2 separate regions of the Zea mays genome follow, and region 2 is linked to region 1. The links are chromatin contacts, called in public Hi-C maps. All regions are on one chromosome and are shown on one strand. Each heading gives the region's core, a stretch centred on a gene start, on an enhancer-like site or on the middle of the called end of the contact. The rest is flanking DNA. Distances are from core to core; before and after follow the strand shown. Region 1 holds the start of LOC103637617 (putative magnesium transporter MRS2-G). Region 2 holds the start of LOC100282314.

What was found. Hi-C and Micro-C count contacts between places; a contact is called where the count stands out from the background.
Region 2: a contact with region 1 is called in a Hi-C map of leaf, with 9 times the contacts expected there. The contact joins the promoter of LOC100282314 here to the promoter of LOC103637617 in region 1. A contact is called at or near these places in 17 of 25 Hi-C or Micro-C datasets (bundle sheath, ear, endosperm and 5 more) and 2 of 3 datasets of contacts at active chromatin or transcription factors (leaf and seedling).

What each region holds. Positions count from the first base shown.
Region 1 is chr1:87,023,024-87,028,022 of Zm-B73-REFERENCE-NAM-5.0, reverse strand. It overlaps LOC103637617 (putative magnesium transporter MRS2-G), which reads left to right and starts at 1,661. Exons shown (of 4, transcript XM_008659876.3): 1 at 1,661-2,621; 2 at 2,742-3,187; 3 at 3,824-4,108; 4 at 4,410-4,999. The coding sequence starts at 2,204. The coding sequence ends at 4,691. LOC100278262 reads right to left here and starts at 1,954. Exons shown (of 8, transcript NM_001151594.1): 1 at 1,749-1,954; 2 at 1,575-1,651; 3 at 1,423-1,464; 4 at 674-715; 5 at 26-109. The coding sequence starts at 1,926.
Region 2 is chr1:87,200,994-87,206,306 of Zm-B73-REFERENCE-NAM-5.0, reverse strand. LOC100282314 reads right to left here and starts at 3,306. Exons shown (of 5, transcript NM_001155226.1): 1 at 2,776-3,306; 2 at 2,093-2,415. The coding sequence starts at 3,105.

The sequences.
Region 1 (4,999 bases), core at 412-2,911:
AGGTATATGCGTCTTTGATGCAAACCTTGACAGCTTCCAAATCAGGCTGCTCAGTGTGCATGGCATCCCATAAGGTTTGCTTTGTCATCTCCTCTGTACAATGGATCACCTGAGTCAAGCTAAAAGTGTTGTAAGAACAAAATCAAACAGACTTTGATGAACTTTCAGGGTTGCTTCTACCAACTAAAAATTGCAATCACACTAAGGACAAAAACAAGAGAAAGGCAATATAAAGAATACTGGTATAAAGTGAATTATATTGCTAGTGACTTAGTGAGTGTACTGTTGTTGACATTTTTTACAACACAGCACGAATAAAGTAAAGCCTTGTCCATTGAACTCAAATTTATTTCACTTTTTTTCTTGTTAGAGAGTGCACATATTTTTTTTCAGTTCATGTACCATCTGCAATAACGTATAGCAGAATTCTCCAACATTTGCTCATCTCGTTCGAGAAAAAAACATATAGTAGAACTAATTTTCTCTATCATAGAAAACTGACAGCTAACCTAGGCAGAATAATAACTTATCAATGGCAAAATTGTAAAAGATTGCTCTAGTTTGCTGACAGTATATGGAATAAAAAATAAACAAGTGACTTGATCACTCTAATCAACATGTATATGGATAGAGCATTCTTGCATATGTCAGTGACAGCCGATGCATGACTTGCCTTGAGGAATTCACCTTCAAGCTCTTTCAGGAAGGCCTGAATCTGCACAAATTGTGGAACTCACATAAGTTGGAACTGGCAGCACAACACAATTTTTTTACTACTGCCTATGTCACTAAATGCAAGACATAATATTTTTTCTACAACTTCTTTAAACATGAAATGTTCAGGTTTCTGAGCAGATGCCTACATGACAACATGAGAAATTTGGCACCAAAAAGTACACCTGGGGCATATAGAGTATCTAGAACTTGGGTACACGATATACAGGGAGGCCATGTGCTTGGTGGAATCTAACGAAGCACAGCCCTATGTGTGATTGTTTTCAACTGTACTACCAAATATCACTCCCTCTGTCCTGAAAAGAATGCAGTTCTAGCGTTTGACCAAGTTTATACGAAACATCTAGAGTTTATCAAGTTTATACAAAAAAACCTCTCAATATTTATGATATCAAAAAAGTATTATTAGATCCATCATCAATATATCTATTTGGTGTCGTATAGGAGTATTCCAGTACTAAGTATGAATTTCGTCAAACTTTAAATGATTTGACTAAAAGTACAGAGCTAGAATTGCATCCTTTTCAAGGCGGAGGAGGAGGTAGTATCCTTTTTTTCTTTTTCTTTTTTTTCCCTAAAACAACTACTGAGCAGTGAGCGCCACCATTGAAGCGTTTTGGTTCATTTAAATGTAATAGTGCAAAAATGGAGAAAAATACTAATGCTCTGCACATTGACATCACTAACCGTGACAGTTTCGCCTTTCTCAAATCCGATGAGCAGTAGCGCCTGAAATCCACATATAAGAGCATGATATACTGTAATTTCAGTGTTTCCACGTAGTCACATGACAGGCATGCAACGATTTAGAACAACTGCGTCTGCGAGGCGCAACTCACCGGTGGGCCGTACATGGGATCGTCCGCGTTCAACGGCACAAACTTGGAGTCCTCTTCCATCAGCTCGGCCGGAGCTCCTGAGACGCACGGGTATCATCACACAAGTGAACCGAAACCGAGTACTGCCAAACTAGCTGAAGCGCGCAGCCTTCGCCACCACACCAAGCATCTTACCTTCGGGGGGCAGCGATCGGAGCGGGCCGCGCCACTGGCACCATCGACTCCTCAGTGGCGGCACCGAGATGGAGGAGGGATCGCTCGGCACCCGCGCACGATGAGGGGAGGTGAAAGCACTGGAGAGTGCGATGAGCGGGCGCGCGAGCAAAACGGCGGCAGTGGGTGTTGCAGCCATCGGCGAGAAGGGGGAAGACGAAGATATTATCTTCGCTTCTGGATAGTGGTCTCTCTTTCGCGGCAAGCGCCAGCGCGGCAACTTGGCGCGTTGACGCTGCACGCAATTTCAACCGTCCGACCAGCATCCTAGGGCTTCCTCTCACGAGCGGTTGGCCCTGACCGGCCCACTCGTCTACCACAGATTTGGAGTTCGACCACGACGACAGAACCCGCCGTCCGACCCATTCACCCCCGTGGACCGTGCCGGTGCCGCGGCACGCCGCCGCCGCAACGCCATGGGGAAGCGATCCGGCGGCCGGAAGCTTCCGTTCTTCACCAGATCCTCCTCGTCCTCCTCCAAGCGGAATCGCTCCGGGCGTCGCCTCCCTTCCCCCTCCAAGCAGGACAACGCGACGAGGGCTCTTCTCGCCTCCCCCACCGCCGCCTCGCCGTCCGCGACCCCGGACTCTGCAGCGGCGGGGCAGACCGCCCAGCCGCCCTCTCCCCTCTCAGTCACCGCGGGCGCCGGGGGTGCCTTGTCGGGGAAGATCACCAAGAAGAAGCCCGGCGCGCGCCTGTGGATGCGGCTGGACCGCTGGGGTGCCTCCGAGGTCGTCGAGCTCGACAAGGCCACCATAATCCGCCGCGCTGGCCTTCCCTCGCGCGACCTACGGATCCTTGGTCCCGTATTCTCTCGCTCCTCCAGCATCCTCGGTGAGCACACCCCCTTCTCCCTGCCCTATTTAATATTCGGTCCTTCTTTTGTGGTGATAAAAGCAAGAAGACGCAAAACTTTGGTATTGTACAAGTAATTAACAACGATTTATTCTGCAGCTAGGGAGAAGACAATGGTGATCAACCTCGAATTCATCAGAGCGATAGTTACTGCCGAGGAGGTGCTCCTGTTGGACCCTCTCATGCACGAAGTGCTCCCTTTCGTTGATCAATTGAGGCAGCACCTGCCTCTGAGGAGCCTTGTGGGTGGGAATGGTGAATGTGCCCCTGATGGCAATGGAGAAAAACAGGGGGGCTCGCATGGAGGCCAGGTGCCCCGTCTTAATGAGGCGACCGGGGCAGAGCATGAGTTTCCATTTGAGTTCCATGTGCTGGAGGTCGCGCTCGAGATTGTGTGCTCATCGTTGGACCTTAGCGTTGATGACCTTGAGAGGCATGCTACTCCAGTGCTTGACGAACTGACAAAGAATGTGAGCACAAGGAACCTTGAGCGAGTGCGGAGCCTTAAGAGTCATCTTACCCGTTTGCTTGCCCGTGTGCAAAAGGTATCATTAAAGAAAGACTATGTGTGCTTAATTCCTCAATCTACCTGAATTTGAACAGTGTATAACCATGGTTGTTTCTTATTGTCGCATGTCAATTTTGTTGATCAAAAGGCCATTGCATTATATTACTAAGATAATCCTAATTAATTGGTTTCCAACAGTCTATTCTATTTGCAAAAATGGAGGTATGGTTGAGTTCTTCAAACAGCCTGTATACCTTGCCTATTTATGACTGTGCTGCTTAGATTGCCTCATGATGTGAATTGTTGTAGTTTTAGTTGCTTTGTGCATAGAGTCACAAACGAATCCAGCTTGACTGTTTGCTCTGATCTTCTTATCTGTCTTTATGCTCATGCAAAAAGAATTGCTTGATGTACTTACAGTTGTGTATCCATGTGGATTGGTAAAGGAGGCATGATTAATTTTAGCTGCAGGAAGACAAATAGAAATAAGCCATTGCAATTTGGTTTTTGGTATAAACTGTAGGGTTCTTTTTCGTTCTCTCTTGAGCTTATTGTTTACATCATATTGTGGTGAGCTGCTGAGTGTTTCTGTTGTGCTTGTGAGAATCTTGGTAATATTTCATATGCTGCTGTACTGGGATCTGTTATGTATTTTTGCATCATATTTTATCAGGTCAGGGATGAAATAGAACATCTTCTGGATGATAATGAAGACATGGAACATCTGTATCTAACAAGGAAGCAAGTACAAAACCAACAGGTTGAGGCTTTAATGTCATCTGCTGCTTCCAACAGCATTGTTCTTGCTGGACCTGGTGTGCCCAGGTTGAACTCTAGCTTCCGGCGTAGCTTGAGCGTTGCTACGAGCATGCATTTGGATAATGATGTGGAAGACCTAGAGATGTTACTTGAGGCCTACTTCATGCAGCTGGATGGAATTCGCAACAGAATCTTGTCGGTTAGTCTCTTTATCCACACTGAAATATAAATGTAGAATATGTTCTCCTGTATTGTGGGTTCTGTAATTATATGGTGCTGTCTCATGATACATAAACATAATCCACTTATGCTAGAGAGAATACACTTGCTAAGATATATACCTTTTGTTTTCTGTCAAACAAGAACTCAGTTTATACAAGTAGGACCGTATTCTTTTATCATTTCTGATTTTTGGTGAAGAAACCATTCGTTTTGGTGTTTTCATCAATCCATCTATTCATCTGGATGTGGATGCTGATTTGTCCTTGAAATTAAAACAGGTTCGGGAGTATATTGATGACACAGAAGACTACGTCAACATTCAACTTGACAACCAGCGTAATGAACTAATCCAACTCCAGCTTACACTGACCATTGCATCCTTTGGCATAGCTGCCAACACTTTCATTGTTGGAGCTTTTGCAATGAACATCCCGAGCTCTCTGTACAACACCGATAACACCCTCTTCTGGCCATTTGTCGGGGGTACCTCATCCGGCTGCTTTGTGATCACCATCCTCTTGTTTGGGTATGCCTGGTGGAAGAAGTTGCTGGGTCCTTGAACACGAAACAAGATGGCAGAGGGCCTTGTCATGTTTGCAGAAAGGGAGCAGGCGCTCGAAGGATATTAGAGAACCGTGGGGATAGCATGGAAACCGTATATAACATCTCACTGAGTGGCCCATAAGATGAGTACATGTGATTTCTCATTAGCATAAATGAGATGGTGTTGATCGATATACTTTATTGTTAACATCATTAGATTAGATCTTGCTGGCAATAGAAAAATGTTGCCATGCGATTTTAAGATCCAGCAACGGTTGGTTTTGCTTACAGATTGCTTTTCTTTCTAGTCTTGGAGGTGCCATCT
Region 2 (5,313 bases), core at 2,057-4,556, 180 kb before region 1:
GCGTAACCCTCTTAGCGACACGCCATATCGAAACCCAAGTATGGTGTTAAATGGGCAAGGGCTAGGTCGACACCCCCTGACGACACATTGTGTCGTGGTCTAGGCACAATGTCAAGTTAGCAAGGATCAGGTCGTTGCTTCCTTAGTGGTGTTCTACATCAGCGCCCTAGTGTAGTGAAAATATGCAAATGTCCCCACATCATCAACAGGTGCAAAGGGTAAGGAAGCTATAGGATCCATTTAAGTATTTGGAATGTAAGGCCAATTACAGGTAAGGTAAGAGAGTTAGCTGAGACAGTGATTAGAAGGCGTGAAAATATATTATGCGTCCAAGAGACTAAATGAAAGGATCGGAAAGCAAAAAAGATGGACAATACCGTCTTCAAGATTTGGTACACAAGGACAACTGCAAATAGAAATAGGAGTTCAGATTGACAAGAGCCTCAAAAACGGTGTGGTGAATATGAGAAGGCAAGAAGATAGAATTATCTTATTCAAGCTTGTCATAAGTGATTTGGTCTTGAACATAATTAGCACTAATCCCCCCCAGTAGGCCACGATGAGTGTAAGAGACTTCTCTAAGAACACTTAGATGTCATGGCTAGAGCTATGCCTATTAGTGAGAAGCTTTTCATAGGAGAATAGGATATCTCAATGGACATGTAGGTACAACAAGTGCAAGTTTCGAGGCGGTTCATAGAGGTTTTAGGTATGGTACTAGGAATCAAAAGGGAGAGGAAGTCTTAGACTTTGCGATAACTTTTTACCTATTGATAGCCAACACTTTCTTTAGGAAGATATAATCCCATTTAGTGACCTATAGTAGTGATCAACACTGTAGTCAGATTGACTTTGTCCTCGGAAGAAGAGAGGATAAACGGGCATGCTTCAATGCTTGAATTGCAAAGTGGTACCTAAGAGTTTGTTGTCTCTCACCATAAGCTTGTGTAAGCTTGTGGTGGCAGACTTTCGTTTTCAGGTGTGCGACTATAAGAGACGTGACTTCGGTACTACTATAGTCGAGGAAGGGGATGTTAATTTGAAAGGCCAAGTAGTGTTAAGAAGGATACTTTTGATATTTAGGATCAATGTTATAAAGATACGGGGATATTGAAGAATGTTAGCCATAGAATATAAGCAGGGTGGATGAAGTGGTGTCAAACATCTGGCGCACTATATGACAAAAGAGTACCACAGAAGCTAAAAGACAAGTTTTATAAAACGGCAATTAAATTTGGTATGTTGTATGGTGCAGAATGTTGGCCTAAAAAACATGACATGTTCAGTAGATAAATGTTGTGAAAATGTATATGTTGTATTTGTGAACATACAAGCAGCGATGAGTCCAGAACAATGATATATGTGATAGACTAGGTGTAGCATCAATTAAAGAAAAACTTGTCCAACACCAGTAGAGATGGTTTGGACATGTTCAATAGAGGCCTCCAAAGGCACTAGTGTGTAATGGGAATAGTGGTAGGGAAGGCCGAAGTTAACATGGGAAGAGGGAGTAAAAAGAAATGTGAAAGGATGGAATATACCCAAAGATTTAGCCTTAAATAAAAATGCATGAAAAACAGCTATCACATGCTGAAACATTAACTTGGGGCTTTTGTTGGATCTCAACTCTAGCCTAACTCAATTTTCTTGGGACTAAAAGGCTTTGTTATTGTAGTATTTTTATTTCTATTACCATAAAGCAGCAGCCAATGCTAATCCATGTGTATTATTCCTTCATTACCAGGAAATACCCCAAAGAAGTATAGAGTAAAAAAACCTTTAACAGTAAACAGCCAGCTAAGAACTCTCAAGGCAATCCTATCAGTTATGCAGACATCAACATCAGTTTAATTCAGCTTCTAATCAATGAAAAACTTATGGCGAGAAGAAACTCCGTTCACTCAGATCATTGTCAGTGCTGTGCACACCACAGTAACCCAGGAGCTCCACACACAAACTACATCCATCACTACCAACAAAAGCAATACAATGTTGCACAATAACTATAATAATTATAAAAGCATGTTAAATCAATTCAATTGTTGTGCATGGGTGTACCATAGACAGGAAACATACAACAGAAAATCCTTACCCGCTATGTGTCTCGATAGCCTCCACCTGACGGAGTATAATCCAGAGCCAGAATGTGATCATGTGGCCTGGAACAATGGCTGGCCCGACGAAGGAGGGGATGCCGAGTATCAGCACCTCAGCCCAGTGTGCATATGGAGCTGCGAATCCTATTGGCGCAGTGAACTCATGGTGAACACGGTGGATATTCTGGTACCCCCACTCCCCGTGGAGAAACCTGTGGATCCAGTAATTGAGGTAGTCCTCAACAAGGAAGTACACCAGTAGCTGTGCTGCCAACTCCGCAAGGGACGGCAAAGGCAACTTCGTGTGAATTCCCACAAACTGATTTGATCAAAGAAAACGAAATATATGAGATTACAATTTTAGCATGGAAGATTTTTTTCTGCTTTACAATAATAGGCAAACTCAGAGGAATCTTCTAGATAGGACGCATCTAAGAAGGGTTATTGGAGCAGAACCCAGATCAGGAAGTCCTCGAAGGAGAGGAAAACATGCAGGGAAATGTAATTAAAACCTTTTCCTGTATCTACGAAGAGATCGATCAAGGGGGCACAAGAACAGTATGGAAACGCGATATCTTGTACTGAATCCGCCCCCGAGAGGCCGTGATCTCATGAACCAATCAGGTACATTGCGCTGAATCACCGAACGAGCGCAGAAGGATGATGGAAGGGAACCGACCTTGACCGCCGGGTAGGAGACGAGCTGGAGCGGGCCGATGACGAGGAAGAAGATGCGGAGGACGTCCTTGTAGCACCGGACGAACTCGGCCCTGGAGAGCCGCACCCGCGGCTGCAGTTTGTACGGCGAGACCGCGGCCGGGGCCCGGAGCTCGAGGAGCGCGATGGGAAGCGGGGCCACCGTGAAGACGACGAAGAGGAAGAGGATGTTGCAGCAGTAGAGGTGGTAGTCGGACACCCCCGCGGTGTACCGGAACCACAGCGCCTCGGCGGGCGTCATGGGCCGGCCAAGCGCCGCCTCCGCCTCCGCCGCCGTCGCGTAGGGCAGCATCTCCGGCGATCCGAGGGGCCCAGCCGTTCCACGCTGCCCCGGAGACCGATCCGCAACTCCCAAGAAATCAGGGGGCGGTGAATGGGCAGCGCGCTGCTCCCGCCTTTCGCCGGCGCCTGTTCTCTTGGAGTGGAGGAGACGAGAGACCAGGGAGAGTGAGCGGGCCGGCGGAGAGAACGAGCTCCCCAGTCCCCACAGTTTATGCCTGCCAGCTTCAGTCTCTGGCGTGTGGACCCGTCCGCGGTGCGTGCGGCCTTGGCGTGGTGTGACACGAACCGTTGGATGGATCTGGCGTCTCAGTCTCACACGTGGGGCGCGCGTGGGCATGGGGCGTGGCTGGGTGGGTCCATGCGAATGCGAGTCATGTGACAATGCTGTGGGCTATGGAACGTTTGTTCTGGCCCTTCGGGGCGTGTGTCTGTCCCTCTGTCCTGTGAGGTGAAACTTGAGATACGTGTCCAGTCCAGAGGTTAAAGTCGATGCACTGTCGAAAATGATGAGAAAACATCTACATTATTTTTGTTTTCGTATTTTATGAACAGAACAAAACGAAAATCAGCGGTCGAACTATGAGACCGGGTTTGTCGGCTATTCCAAAACGATACTCTCAAAAAGATAAAATGACAAATATTTTATAGTTTTCATAAATACATAATAAAGTGGTATATTGTCTAATTTTTAAGGTATTAAAACAAAAATAATTTTCTTCATATTCATATTATCCAGAGTAACTAATAATTTTTTTCCTTCTTCATTCACTTGAACATAACAGTCCAGCTTACATAGTTTATATGTCAGATATATCTCCCAAGTCGAAAATGAAAATTTTGAAAACGATCGTTTTCATTTTATTTCTAATCGTTTATCAAATAATTCGAAAATGAACGAAAAAATATATATACGGAACATGACGATACGAGATTTTTTCCGTCATCATTTCATCACGTTTAGTGTTCTATCGATGATTCTCATCTCGTCTCACACAACCGAGTAATAGCGGTTGGAATACGTTTGGACTGGATCATAGGTTCCATCATCTCTAATAGATCCTAATAATTCTATTTCTAACCCTTGATTTAGGGAAAAGTAAAAAAATATCCAACATATTTCTATCAATGTTCCCTTTTCTTCCTCAAGAGAAAAATGGCTCCTCCCTTGCGCAAATTTTCGACGTGTTAGCATCGATCTAGCGCCAATCACTAACGAGATGTACCGGCGGCGGTGCTCTCTTCTACAGCGCGGACGGTCCGTGACCCTACGGCAGGAGCGGGTCTTCCCTGTGTTAAACCAGACGATCCGCGCGTGGTGCTTAGACAGTCCGTATATGCGCAAGGGCGGCGGCGATGCCAAAAGCACTTGGATCTCGCCTCTAGGAGGAACCCCGTCAGGGAGGAGAGATCCTAAGATTGTCTTGGGGTCGTCAGTCCATCCAAGATGCCTTTAGACGATGTAGAGTCGAAGAGAGGTGGAGATGGAGATGAAAGAAGGCTACGTTACTGCTACTCCTAGGTCAAGAAAGTGAAGGAATGAAATATAGATTGATTGGTTCGATTGTTGGTGCCCGTAATCGGCCCTGTCCCTTCATATATATAGGGGAGGTCTCAACCCGTTCCTAGGTGTTCCCCAATAGAATCCGCAAGTTTAGATAGATAAACACACACAGAAAAAGGTGTTAAACCGCATGGTCTGATCTACTCGAGGACCGTTGTCACACCCAGTTTTGGAAGACAAACCGAATGCGAATTATGTACGTGTCAGGATCAGAAACTCATGTACACGACGATTATATAATTGGACATCACCACACATTGTTCAAAGTAAATAGCGGAAATGTACTTTATTACATCAAGATGTCCAAGACATCCACATAGTCATTACTTAACATTGTCATTAGTATTATCAAAGTGCGGAAAAGCGAACGTAGCAGATATGGCCTTTACAAGCAGTTGACTGGGGGTTTGCCACTAACATAACTAGAATTCATCGTAGTCCTGGAACTCCTCAAAGTCCTCCATGTTGTCTGCATCTCCTCCTGAGCACTGATTACAGTTGGGGACAACCTGGGGTGGGGTGGTTTTTAAAGCAAGTGTGAGTACACATCAATGTACTCAACAAATATCTCATTTGGCTAAAGTGGACTAGCTGTATGTGGAGTTAAGGTTAAGCAATTGCTTTTAGTTAGTCAAGTATTTATCACTAATAGCATAG